3 separate regions of the Oryctolagus cuniculus genome follow, and all the other regions are linked to region 3. Evidence: chromatin contacts called from public Hi-C data. All regions are on one chromosome and are shown on one strand. The core of a region is the stretch at or near the end of the contact, and the rest is flanking DNA. Distances in the headings are between cores, read along the strand shown. Region 1 holds the start of APOL3 (apolipoprotein L3). Region 2 has its middle 27 kb from the start of RBFOX2. Region 3 overlaps RBFOX2 (RNA binding fox-1 homolog 2).

The links. A called contact is a pair of places that touch in the nucleus more often than the background predicts.
Region 1: a contact with region 3 is called in a Hi-C map of an unstated tissue, with 4 times the contacts expected there. The contact joins the promoter of APOL3 here to the enhancer-like site in region 3. A contact is called at or near these places in 2 of 6 Hi-C or Micro-C datasets (ear pinna and an unstated tissue).
Region 2: a Hi-C map of liver shows a contact between it and region 3, with 10 times the contacts expected there. The contact joins two enhancer-like sites. A contact is called at or near these places in 6 of 6 Hi-C or Micro-C datasets (ear pinna, embryonic fibroblasts, liver and 3 more).

The regions. Positions count from the first base shown.
Region 1 is chr11:113,558,558-113,562,727 of mOryCun1.1, forward strand. It overlaps APOL3 (apolipoprotein L3), which reads right to left and starts at 2,187. Exons shown (of 3, transcript XM_008257088.4): 1 at 1,921-2,187. The coding sequence starts at 2,074.
Region 2 is chr11:113,521,697-113,525,334 of mOryCun1.1, forward strand. No RefSeq gene overlaps it. Among named protein-coding and RNA genes, the nearest start is that of RBFOX2, 27 kb to the left of the region's middle. Within about 2 kb of position 2,020, at least 2 of the 8 cell types and tissues checked have an H3K27ac peak or open chromatin away from gene starts, as enhancers often do.
Region 3 is chr11:113,381,819-113,385,654 of mOryCun1.1, forward strand. All of the region lies in intron 2 of RBFOX2 (RNA binding fox-1 homolog 2), which reads right to left. Among named protein-coding and RNA genes, the nearest start is that of RBFOX2, 110 kb to the right of the region's middle. Within about 2 kb of position 2,208, at least 1 of the 8 cell types and tissues checked has an H3K27ac peak or open chromatin away from gene starts, as enhancers often do.

The DNA.
Region 1 (4,170 bases), core at 937-3,436, 180 kb after region 3:
GCCTGGGAAAGCCATGGAAGGGCTTGGATTCCTACACCCACTTGAGAGACCTGAAGAGGCTCCTGGCTCCTGGCTTCAGACAGGCCCAGCCTTGGCTATTGTGGCCATTTGGGGAATGAACTGCGGATAGAAGACCTCTCTCTCTCTCTGTCTCTCTATAACACTGCCTTTCAAATAAATAAATCTTAAAAAAAAAAAAAAAAAAAAAAAAAAAAAACTCCTCTCTCTCTCCCTCTATAATTCTGCCTGTCAAATAAATAAATAAATCTTTAAAAAGACGAGAGATCTGAACTGAAGCCCAAATGACCACTCGCCGTGTGAGAAGATACCCAAGCTCCTTGAGACCGAGAGGACGTGCAAGTTAACGCCAAGAGATGTGTTTTGAACCTGTTCATAACAACAGCGCCTGCCTGGTGGCAGGTGCGGCTGCAGAGTCCCCCATGGGGGAGCGGCCGGGTTCCAGGTTCCTGGAGGACGATCCACAAGACCCGTCAGCTCCAGGACCTGCCCCGGCCAGCGCCCAGCAACTACACAGTGCGCAGGGGAGGTGGGCCAGGCTGCGGGCTGCAGTGTTCCCGGAAGCTCCGAGGAGCGAACTCCTGGGCTGTCCAGCCAGGGAGGAGCCGACCAGTCAGAGACGGGTCATGCCCAGGAGTACTACACTGCCCTGAAGAAGGAGGAGAAGGGAGAACAGCAGCGTGGAGTGAACCACCCTCAGCGGCCTAAGGCTGGAGCCGGGTTGGATGGGCAGGTAGCAGAGAGAGAGAGAGAAAGAGAGAGAGAGAGAGAGAGAACGGCTTACATGACTGTGGTTGCCCACACTGGAAACGGTATCCTACACCAGTGGTACCCCAACACTCCGTCATTCTGAGATCTGGGCAGGTGGGGCCCACCCTGCCCCCCAGGGCACCCTGTGGATCTGAGAGGCCAGGGCGCCGCCAGCTTCGCATCTACTCCTCTTTCCCACGAGCCCCGCAGGCACCGCGGTTCTAACAGCTGCACCCGCCTTGTTCCTGCTGCGCCACCGCAGCCCGCAGCAGGCCTGGGCCTCCGCCGCTGGCGAGAGGCCGAGACTCAGGGAGGCCAGGGGAGCCCCGCGCGTGGCAGGCCGAGGGGGCTCAGCCCCGGCCTCTGACTCTGCCTGGTGCCCGAGAGTGCAGTTTTTATCAGTTCCACCTTCTGGCTTGTCTCTGCTCCTGCACACCCAGAGGGCCACGCACAGGCCCCCACGGGCATCACGGCCGCGGGGTGGCCTCTGCACTTCCAATGACAAAGCCATGATCACGTGACGGACACCAGGCAGCGTCCCACCCCCCTCGCTGCCCACCCCCGGCGTCTCCTCCTCTGGGGACACACAGGACACCCCGGTTTTCCTCCACCACCCCGCAGGCCTGCAGGGAACCCCAGCTGAGCACCAGGAAGCACAGTCCTGCTATGCACCTGCTCAGCCCCCCGTTGTGGGACCCCGGGCCAGTCACGCCCCTCCCAGGGCTCAGCTTCCCTGCGGGGCCTGGCCCAGTGTGGGTGCTCAGAGCCAGAGTGGATGAAACAACCTGGGCTCCTTGTCTCTCGGGAGAAGTCCTGTGTTGTCCCTGCCAGGCCCTCCAGGGCAGGCAGTCTATGGTCACCTGCCGTCCTCCCCCCCATGCCTGCCTCAAACTTCCCAACAGGACAGGCACCCCCAATGTCCCCCTTCCTTCTGGGGTCACCCAGCCATGTCTCAAGCGGTCTGGAGTCCAAGTTCAGCCAGGAGAGTCATGAAACTTTCCCCTCCGCCCCCAGCAGTTTCTCTCCCTTCTCCCTCTCTCCACACTGTTTAGGGGCTCGGGGGAAGCGGGGAGCAAGAATCCACGGCAAGAATCCGCTTTCAGAGCCGTGTGGGGATGGAGAGGAGGGGGAGTCGCAGTGTCCCCGGCTTACCAGGCAGTCGGCCCTGGTCCACTTGTCCCCGCAGTGTGGTTCTGGTACCAGCCGCGTCTGTGTAACGACAGATATGCCTGCTGTCCCGATGTACCTGTTTACCGGAAAGGGAAACCGAAAGGGAAACCGAAGCTTCCAAGCAGCTCCTGCTCATACCAACACAGCAAACACACCGTGTGCCAACCAGCCTCAGCCCAGCCCTGCTGCTCCCTGAGAGAGGCCACCCTGGCCTGCCCACCCAGGCCTTGCATCCTGGGGTCGGGGACTACTGGGCACCAAGAGTGCTACCCAGGGCAAACTGGCGCTGTCACCAGCGCCACCTAGTGGAAGCTGGGAGGGCCAGCAGCCAGGGGCAGCCGGGCTCAGACAGGCTGGGGACTAGGAATGCGCCCAGTGCTCACAGCCCCGAGTGGCCTGCGGAGTTGAAGGGGCAGCCGACGGCCTGGCCACTTAGGGGCCGGCCGCCAGCAGCAGCCCGTGCACAGTCTGACTGTCTGTCCTCAGCTGGGAAAGCAGGCTCTGAGCAGCAAGTGCCGACTTAGGGCGGCTGAGAGCCCAGTCCGAAGATGCCAGCGTCAGACCCATAACCTTCATCTTGGTGTTGGAGATAAGAGCAACATGTGCGCACCTGTTTTCAGTGTTATTTTGTTTATTTGAAAAGCACAATGACAGAGAGAGAGAGAGAGAGAGAGAATCTTCTCTCCGCTGGTTCATTCCCCCAAATGGCAGCAACAGCCAAGGCTGGTCCTGTCCGAAGCCAGGAGCCAGGAGCTTCCTCCAGGTCTCCCACATGGGTGCAGGGGCCCAAGCACTTGGGCCACCTTCTGCTGCTTTCCCAGGCCATTAGCAGGGAGTTGGATCGGAAGTGGAGCAGCCGGGACTTGAACTGGCGCTCTGATAGAGGATGCTGGTGTTACAGTGTTGGCTTAACCGCTTTGTCACAGCGCCAGCCCCGTGTGTGTTCTGTGTTAATACAATGTCCAAGAGAATCTGACACGTCTGCAGAGCTAACGGCAGCCTCTGGATTTAAATTTCTATTTAAAGTAGGTAACTGAGGGGCCAGTGCTGTGGCGTAGCCGGGTAAGCTGCCACTTGCGCTGCCGGTATCCCATGTGGGGCCTATTCAAGTCCCAGCTGCTCCTCTTCCAATCTGGCTCTCTGCTAATGGCCTGGGAAAGCAGTGGAAGATGTCGCAAGTCCTTGGGCCCCTGCACCCATGTGGGAGACCTGGGAGAGGATCCTGGCTCCTGGCTTCAGCCTGGCCCAGCCCCACAATAAATAAAGTATCTTTAAAGAAAAACAGAGGCGATCGGGTCTCCGATGGCGGTGCCTGTGTTCCGGCGGAAAGGCCGTGAGACTCTGAGCATGTTGCAAAGAAGACTTAGCCCGGAATCCAGACGTGGCCTCACGTGGAGGCAGCAGCCTCACGTGACAGCGACAGCAGCAGGCAGCCCAGGACCCCGTGCCAAGAGGCACCACCAAGCTGCAACCCCCACCGGGCATCCCCAGGAGCTGAAGACAATGGCACGAGCAGGACGTATACCACGTCCACGGTGGTGAGTGACAGCCTAGGCACAGCGCCGCCCTGATGCCCGCCCACTCACGGGCGGAAATGAAACCTGGGCGACCCGTGCGATAGGAAAGTCCTCAGCCTTGTAGAGGAAGGGGCGCTGCACCTGCTACACATGGAAGACCCCGGAAGGCATCCTGCCACGGGAAACATTCCACTTCCACGAGGTGCCAGGGAGCAGGGTGGGTGCTGCGGGCTGCGGGGAGCGGGGGCGGGGGCGGCACTGGATGGGGGCAGAGTTCCAGCTGTGCAAGATGAGAGAGAGGCGGTCTGTGATTAACTTCTATCCCAAATAAAAATAATTTGTAAAGATTTTATTTATTTATTTGAAAGTCAGAATTACACACAGAGAGAGGAGAGGCACAGAGAGAGAGAGAGAGAGAGGTCTTCCATCCGCTGGTTCACTCCCCAGTTGGCTGCAACGGCCGGAGCTGCGCTGATCCGAAGCCAGGAGCCAGGATCATCTTCCAGGTCTCCCACGCAGGGCCATCTTTGGCTGCCTTCCCAGTCCCATTAGCAGGCAGCTGGATCGGAAGTGGAGCAGCCAAGACTTGAACCAGCGCCCACATGAGACGCCAGTGCTGCACGTGGCTGTTTTACCGCTATGCCACAGCGCCACCCCTACCTTGCATAACCACAGGAGGCGGGCACGGTGCGATGCAGGGGCCTCCGCGGTGGGC
Region 2 (3,638 bases), core at 770-3,269, 140 kb after region 3:
CAGGAGCCAGGAACCCGATTGGGTCTCTCATGGGGGTGGTGAGAATCCAACTGCTTGAGCCATCACCTGCTGCCTCCCAGGGTGTGCGTGAGCAGGAAGCTGGAGCCAGAAATAGAGCCAGGACTGGAGCCCAGACATCCCGGCAGGGACTGGAGCCCAGACATCCCAATATGGGCTGGAATCCACACATCCCAGCACAGGCTAGAACCCAGACATCCCGGCACGGGCTGGAGCCCGGACATCCCAGCACAGGCTAGAACCCAGACATCCCGGCAGGGGCTGGAACCCACACATCCCGGCTGGAGCCCAGACATTCCAATATGGCATGTTAGTGGCCCATAGCAGCACTGAACCACTAGGCCAAATGCCGGCCCCAGAGATCTTTTTTTTTTTTTTTTTTTTTAATTTATCCATTTGAGAGGCAGAAAGAGTTAGAGAGCGCCCATCCACTGGTTCATTCCCCAAATGCCCTTAAACAACCGGAAATCGGCCAGGCTAACGCCAGGAGCTGAGAACTCCATCAGGTTTCCCGTATGGGTGGCAGGAACCTCACCTGCTACCTCCCAGGATGCGCACTAGCAGGAAACTGGAGGCAGAGTGGAGCTGGGTATCCAACCAGGTACCCTGATACGGGATGCTGATGTCTAAACCAGTGTGTTAACCGCAAGGCTAACACTCACCCTTAATGTATTTCCAGCATACTCTCATGGCCCCTTCCAGCAACCTAACGCAGATATCATTATTCCCATTTTGCAGATGAGGAAAACTGAGGCAAAGAGCACTCAGTAATTTGCCCAAGAGCATACTTGGTGGCAGAGCAAGAGTTGAAACAAGCAGCTTGGCCCTGTATAGGCCACATTCTTTTTTTTGACAGGCAGAGTGGACAGTGAGAGAGAGAGACAGAGAGAAAGGTCTTCCTTTGCAGTTGGTTCACCCTCCAATGGCCGCCGTGGCCAGCGCACCGCGCTGATCCGATGGCAGGAGCCAGGTACTTACCCTGGTCTCCCATGGGGTGCAGGACCCAAGCACTTGGGCCATCCTCCACTGCACTCCCTGGCCACAGCAGAGAGCTGGCCTGGAAGAGGGGCAACCGGGACAGAATCCGGCGCCCCGACCGGGACTAGAACCTGGTGTGCCGGCACCACAGGCAGAGGATTAGCCTAGTGAGCCGCGGCGCTGGCCTAGGCCACATTCTTAATCCGAGAGGACCCTAAATATCTAATGGGTTGGGCCACAGGCTCTAAGGGGCTTCCAGTTCTGTGGGTCTGTGAGCTCAGATTCTACCTTTGTACGAGATTCACCGGTTGGCTAATCGGCAAATTTATTTACTCATTAAATATTTACTGGCTGTTTGCCCCACACAGGTTCTGTGCGGGGAGCTTCCCAGATGTCGTCTTTAATCCCGAGAGGGAGGAAATACAACACCCATTTCATAGATGGAGAAAAGGCGTCTCACAGAACGTAAGGACTGATGCAGGCTCCCAGAGGTGAGAGCAAGGACCGGATGGGAGCCGCCGCTTGTTTGCAAAACTCCAGCTCCTTTTCTGACCCCAGCCTGCTTCTCCCATTCACAGCGCCCCCTCCCCAGGTTTCTGAATTCACTGAGAACGCCTGGAGGGGCAGGGCTGGGGGCTGCCTCTGACCTCCCGCAGGGGCTCCAGCCCGAGGGCACCTGCCCGGTCCAGCGCTGGGGGAGGAGAAGAATTCTTGCGCCCTTTCTCCTGATCCAACCCCCCCGCCGCCCCAGCCTGCGAGGCCAGCGTCAGACACGCTCGTCAGCAGAGAGGCCAGGCCCGCGGATGCCCAGGGAGCGGGGCAGCGCGGCCTCGAGCCGTGGCACTGGGCACGGGCCACACAAGCACTGCTGTCCGTCCAGCCCGGCACGTGGGCGGGAGACCGGGCAGGGACAGCGACGCGTGTGCCCCGCGCTGGCAGAGCAAATGCGGGCGAGCCATGGCCAGACTCCCGGGTGCCAACGCTCCAGGTCCCCACCCAGCTCTCGACAGGAAGTCCAGCGTTTTCCTAGGGTTTTCCAAGAACGCCCAGCGCGAGGACACGTGGCCGGCGAGGGGCCTGGAACCGAAGCTCGGTAGCGCCCCCTGCAGGCGCGTTCCCTGCTGGGGGAGGGGCGGGCCCTTCCTTCTGCTAAGGGGCGTGGCGTGCCTGCCTCTCCGTGTAGCCCCGGGGCGCCTGCAAAAGCCTACCTTTCGAAGGGAGAGGAGGAAGTTGCCGCCTTGCCTCTGTGCTACCCGCTGTCCCACAGCGAGGCTCCCGGGCCCCCAAAGGGCACCGCTTTCCCGTCGCAGGTGGCGGTTAGCCCACTTCCTCCACGGAGCGCGGGCGTGGGCGTCCACCTGCCTGGCGATGTGCTTGGGACGTGCAGCCTGGTAAGCTAGGGGTCCTCAGAGCAGCGACCTCAGTGAAGCCCGAAGACCCTGGAGTTTGTGCAGCCAGCGCAGGGCGGGAGAAGCAGGAGACGGAATAACTTAACTGTCTTCTGTGGCAGCCACTGGTCTCCTGCGGAGCCTCAGGACAGTCACGTGACTTGGCTGCTATTAGCATCCCCACTTCACAGTCGGGAAACTGTGGCCAAGGAAGGTGAAGCAACTCATCCCACTGCGGGTGATGGCGGAGCAGGGGTCACACCCAGGCCACCGAGGCAGGGGCCCGAGGGGAGGGCAGCCCAGCTCGGGCCCTGGGGACTGTTTGCTGTATCTCTCCGTCCGTCTGTCCACCTCTTGCTGGTTATGCATCTCCAGTTGCTGTACTTGAACCCTGACTGGTACGCTGACCAAAGACCAGGCAGCTGCCTACGGGGAGTGGTGGAGTTGACACACCTCTCTCCGGGAAAGGCTCGTGCAGCCCTGGGGAGGAGGTCTGGCCTGGGTGTGGCGTGAGTGTCCCCGGGGGGTTCCTGTGTTGCAGTGGAGCCCCCACTGTGAGGTCAGAAGAGAGGTGGACACTTAACTCAACATTGTGTTCAGAGACGGGGCTTTGGGGAGGTGATGGAAAATAGATGGGGTCTTCAGGGTGGAGCCGCACGCTGGATCCTGGCTTTGTAAGAAGAGGGAGAGGGGGGTGAGTGAGCCACCTGCTAAGATGCTGCTTCAGGCATCCGCATCCCAGATCCGAGGGCCTGGGTTCAAGTCCCGGCTCTGCCTCCACTCCCAGCTCCCTGCTCACGCACACCCTGGGAGGCAGTGGGTGGTGGCTCAACTGCTTGGGTCCCTGCCAGCCACGTGGGAGACTCAGCTGGAGCTCCTGTGACAGCGGCGTGGGCACGAGCCCTTTCACAGAGAGGAACCGAGCCCCGCGCAGATGAAGGGGTCGCCTCCGTGGTCCAAGGGTGGCGGGTGAGGCTCAGGGTTCAAGGACGGGCTGTCGGGCCCCCCAAAGCTGTACCTTAATAACTGAGCTATTCCTGTCAGAACCACCACTTGTCCAGAACAGAGATATAAGCAGATACAAGTTCTAGAAAATTCTTTGTTTCATGGTATATATAAAACAAACAAAACAGAGAGGGGCCAGCATTGTGGTGCAGCAGGTTGAGCTACCACTTGCAGTGCCAGTGTCCCCTATCTGAGTGCTGGTTCAATGCCAGCGTCCCCTATCTGAGTGCCGGTTCAATGCCAGCGTCC
Region 3 (3,836 bases), core at 958-3,457:
ATTGGCGCAGGGCATTGGCTGTAGCAGCCATTTGTGGGGTGAACCAATGGAAAGGAAGACCTTTCTCTCTCTCTCTCTCTCACTATCTAACTCTGCCTGTCGAAAAAAAAGAAAAAAAAAAAGATATCTTCCTCCCTCTACTTCTCTCTCCATATGTATATGTATATGTATATGTATATATGCTCTGCCTTCCAAATATATATAGATACATATATATATAAACACACATATAGCTCTGCCTCTCAAATACACACACACACACATAGCTCTGCCTCTCAAATACACACACACACAAACACATATAGCTCTGCCTCTCAAATATACACACACACATACACACACACATAGCTCTGCCTCTCAAATACACACACACATACACACACACACATATAGCTCTGCCTCTCAAATACACACACACATACACACACACACATATAGCTCTGCCTCTCAAATACACACACACATACACACACACACATAACTCTGCCTCTCAAATATACACACACACATACACACACACACATAACTCTGCCTCTCAAATATACACACACACATACACACACACACATAGCTCTGCCTCTCAAATACACACACACATACACACACACACACATAGCTCTGCCTCTCAAATATACACACACACATAGCTCTGCCTCTCAAATACACACACACATACACACACACACACATAGCTCTGCCTCTCAAATACACACACACACACACATATAGCTCTGCCTCTCAAATACACACACACACACACATACACACACACATACACACACATAGCTCTGTCTTTCAAATCAATAGACTTTTTAAAAATTAGATTGTAGGGGGTAGGGCAGCAGGGCAAAAAAAAATTGGACTGTAGATGACAGTATGACTGTAAATTTACTAAAAACTATTGAATAAGTACACTTATATTGAGTGAATTTTAAAATTTATTTATTTGAAAGGTGCAGTTACAGAGAGGCGGGGCGGGGGGGGGGGGGTCTTCCATCCACTGGTTCACTCCTCAGGTGGCTGCAATGGCCAGAGCTGTGCTGATCAGAAACAAAGAGCCAGGAGCTTCTTCCAGCTCTCCCGTACAGGTACAGGGGCCCAAGCACTTGGGCCATCCTCTACTGATTTCCCAGGCCATAGCAGAGAGCTGGATTGGAAGTGGAGCAGCAGGGACTCGAACCAGCACCCATATGGGATACCGGCACTGCAGGTGGCAGCTTTACCTGATATAACACAGTGCTGGCCCCTGGGTGAATTTTATGGTATGAAAACTATATATCAACAGAGCTTTTTAAAAAGCATTGCCAAATACAAATACTCATATTTATATATATTCTTATAGATATTATTTACTTTTAATACATGTATATGATTTAGTCATCTCAGGGAAAACAAGTATATAAGAAATATAATGTAGGGGCCGACGCTCTAGTATAGCAGGTAAAGCTGCCACCTGCAGTCCTGGCATCCCATATGGGCACTGGTTCGAGTCCCAGCTGCTCTACTTCCGATCCAGCTTTCTGCAATAGCCTGGGAAAGCAGTAGAAGATGGCCCAAGTCCTTGGGCCCTGCACGCGCGTGGGAGACCCAGAAGAAGCTCCTGGCTCCTGGCTTCAGATCGGTGCAGTGCCAGCTGTTGCAGCCATCTGGGGAGCGAACCAGTGGATAAAAGACGTCTCTTTCTCTCTCTCTCTCTGCCCTGCCTCTCTGTAACTCTGCCTTCAAATAAATAAATTTTTAAAAAATAAATATAATGTAATAGTATTTTATCATTTGGCTATAAAAATATTCACACAGTTAAAATAATGTAACTGTATGCAATAATAAATCAATAATGAATGTAAGCTTAACAAATAAATGACTTTACTTGGAGTGTGTCTGTAAAACTGTTCATTTCTCATCTTCAACAGTTGGAAGCCAAAAGACAATGCCAAAAATTGATAATTGAAAAAATAACAAAATAAGCATGCTATGGAGGTACATGGCAGCAAGCAGCAGAAGAAAAAAAAGGATCTTTGTAGGGAAGAACAGCTTAGAACCTACTGGTAGAATGCAATGATCTCAAATGCAAGAGTCAAGTTAGAGAGAGGCCCTGCGACACCAGCTGCTGCAGCACTCCCCAGCCCTTCCTCCACTAGAGGGGGTTAGGACACCACCACAGGAGGACCTGAACCAGCCAGGCAAGAGAAAAGCAACCATTTGCGCAAACGCTGGAAGTGCAGACCTGGTAGGAAGACAAGAAAGCGACTGCACACTTCACATAATTTATCAGCAGAGCAGAAGCATGTTTAGTTTAAACAGGAGCAGAGAGAAAATCTCTATAGATTGTAAAATACTGTAAGGATGACATTTTACTTCTGAACCAGGCGCCAGCCAGGACAGCTTTTAGGATTGGGATGGGACGGGGAGATGGAGCGTAGGAAAGTGACTCAACTGTGTGAGATTTCCTTAAGGAGAGTAATTATTAGAATAACATCTTTTAAAACTACAGGTTCAATCCACTAGTGAATTCAAGAAATTAATTTTAGTCAATCATCAGCCACAATCAACAATTTTCTGAATGGAACAGAATGGAAAATATCTCAGCTCTTAGAACACAAGGTAAGTGTTATCTGGTAAGACCAATCAGATAGAGTCTGAAAACATGACATCACTTTTTTCTTTATATTTGAAATACAGAAAGATAAACTTGACCAAAAACTGTTTTAACAATCAAGATAGGACAAAAACTTGATACAAAGAAGTTATCCTAACAACTTTCAGGTCATACGAAGACTTTCCATGTTGCTATATTTGTTAAAGATTCCATACATCTGATCCCGTCACACCAGCATCAGAGAACGGGCACTAACAGAAAACTACAAAGGGAAATACAAGACACTGAGGCTGAAAACCCCAAGTTCAACTCCAATTCTACCACTTACTACCGATGTGAAATAGAGAGATTCATTTAAAAATTTCTGTGCCTTGGTTCTCTGATCTATGAAAGAGGAGTAACAAAGGCCATGCCGCATGGTAGAGATCAAAAGCAAATATGCATGGAAGTACTTTGTAAACGGTACCAAGTAGACACTTGACACCAGTTTTGCAATTTACTACCTATTTATTTATTTATTTATTTATTGACAGGCAGAGTAGACAGTGAGAGAGAGAGAGACAGACAGAAAGGTCTTCCTTTACCGTTGGTTCACCCTCCAATGGCCGCTGCGGCTGGCGCACCACGCTGATCCAAAGCCAGGAGCCAGGTGCTTCTCCTGGTCTCCCATGCGGGTGCAGGGCCCAAGCACTTGGGCCATCCTCCACTGCACTCCCGGGTCAGAGCAGAGAGCTGGACTGGAAGAGAAGCAACCAGGACAGGACCAGCGCCCTGACCGGGACTAGAACCTGGTGTGCCGGCACCGCAGGCAGAGGATTAGCTTATTGAGCCACAGCGCCAGCCACAATTTACTAATATTCAGTTCCATTGTTGACTCAACACCTGAACGCTAGCCAGAGTGCATGCTCCTCTCAACTCCAATGTGAATGGCAATGTCTGATCCTTTACATTCAAGAGGCAGTGCAACATCCCTTAAGAATTGAACTGATCGGGGACAGCACTGTAGCGTAGTGGGTTAAGCCTCCTCCTGCGGCACTGGCATCCCATATGGCTGCTCCACTTCAGACCCAGCTCCCTGTAATGGGACTGGGAAAGCAGTGAAAGACGGCCCAAGTGCTCTGGCCCCTGCACCCACGTGGGAGACCTGGATGAATTCCAGGCTCTAGACTTTAGTCTGGCTCAGCCTGAAACTGCAGCTATTTGGGGAGTGAACTAGTAGATGGAAGACCTCTGTGTCTCT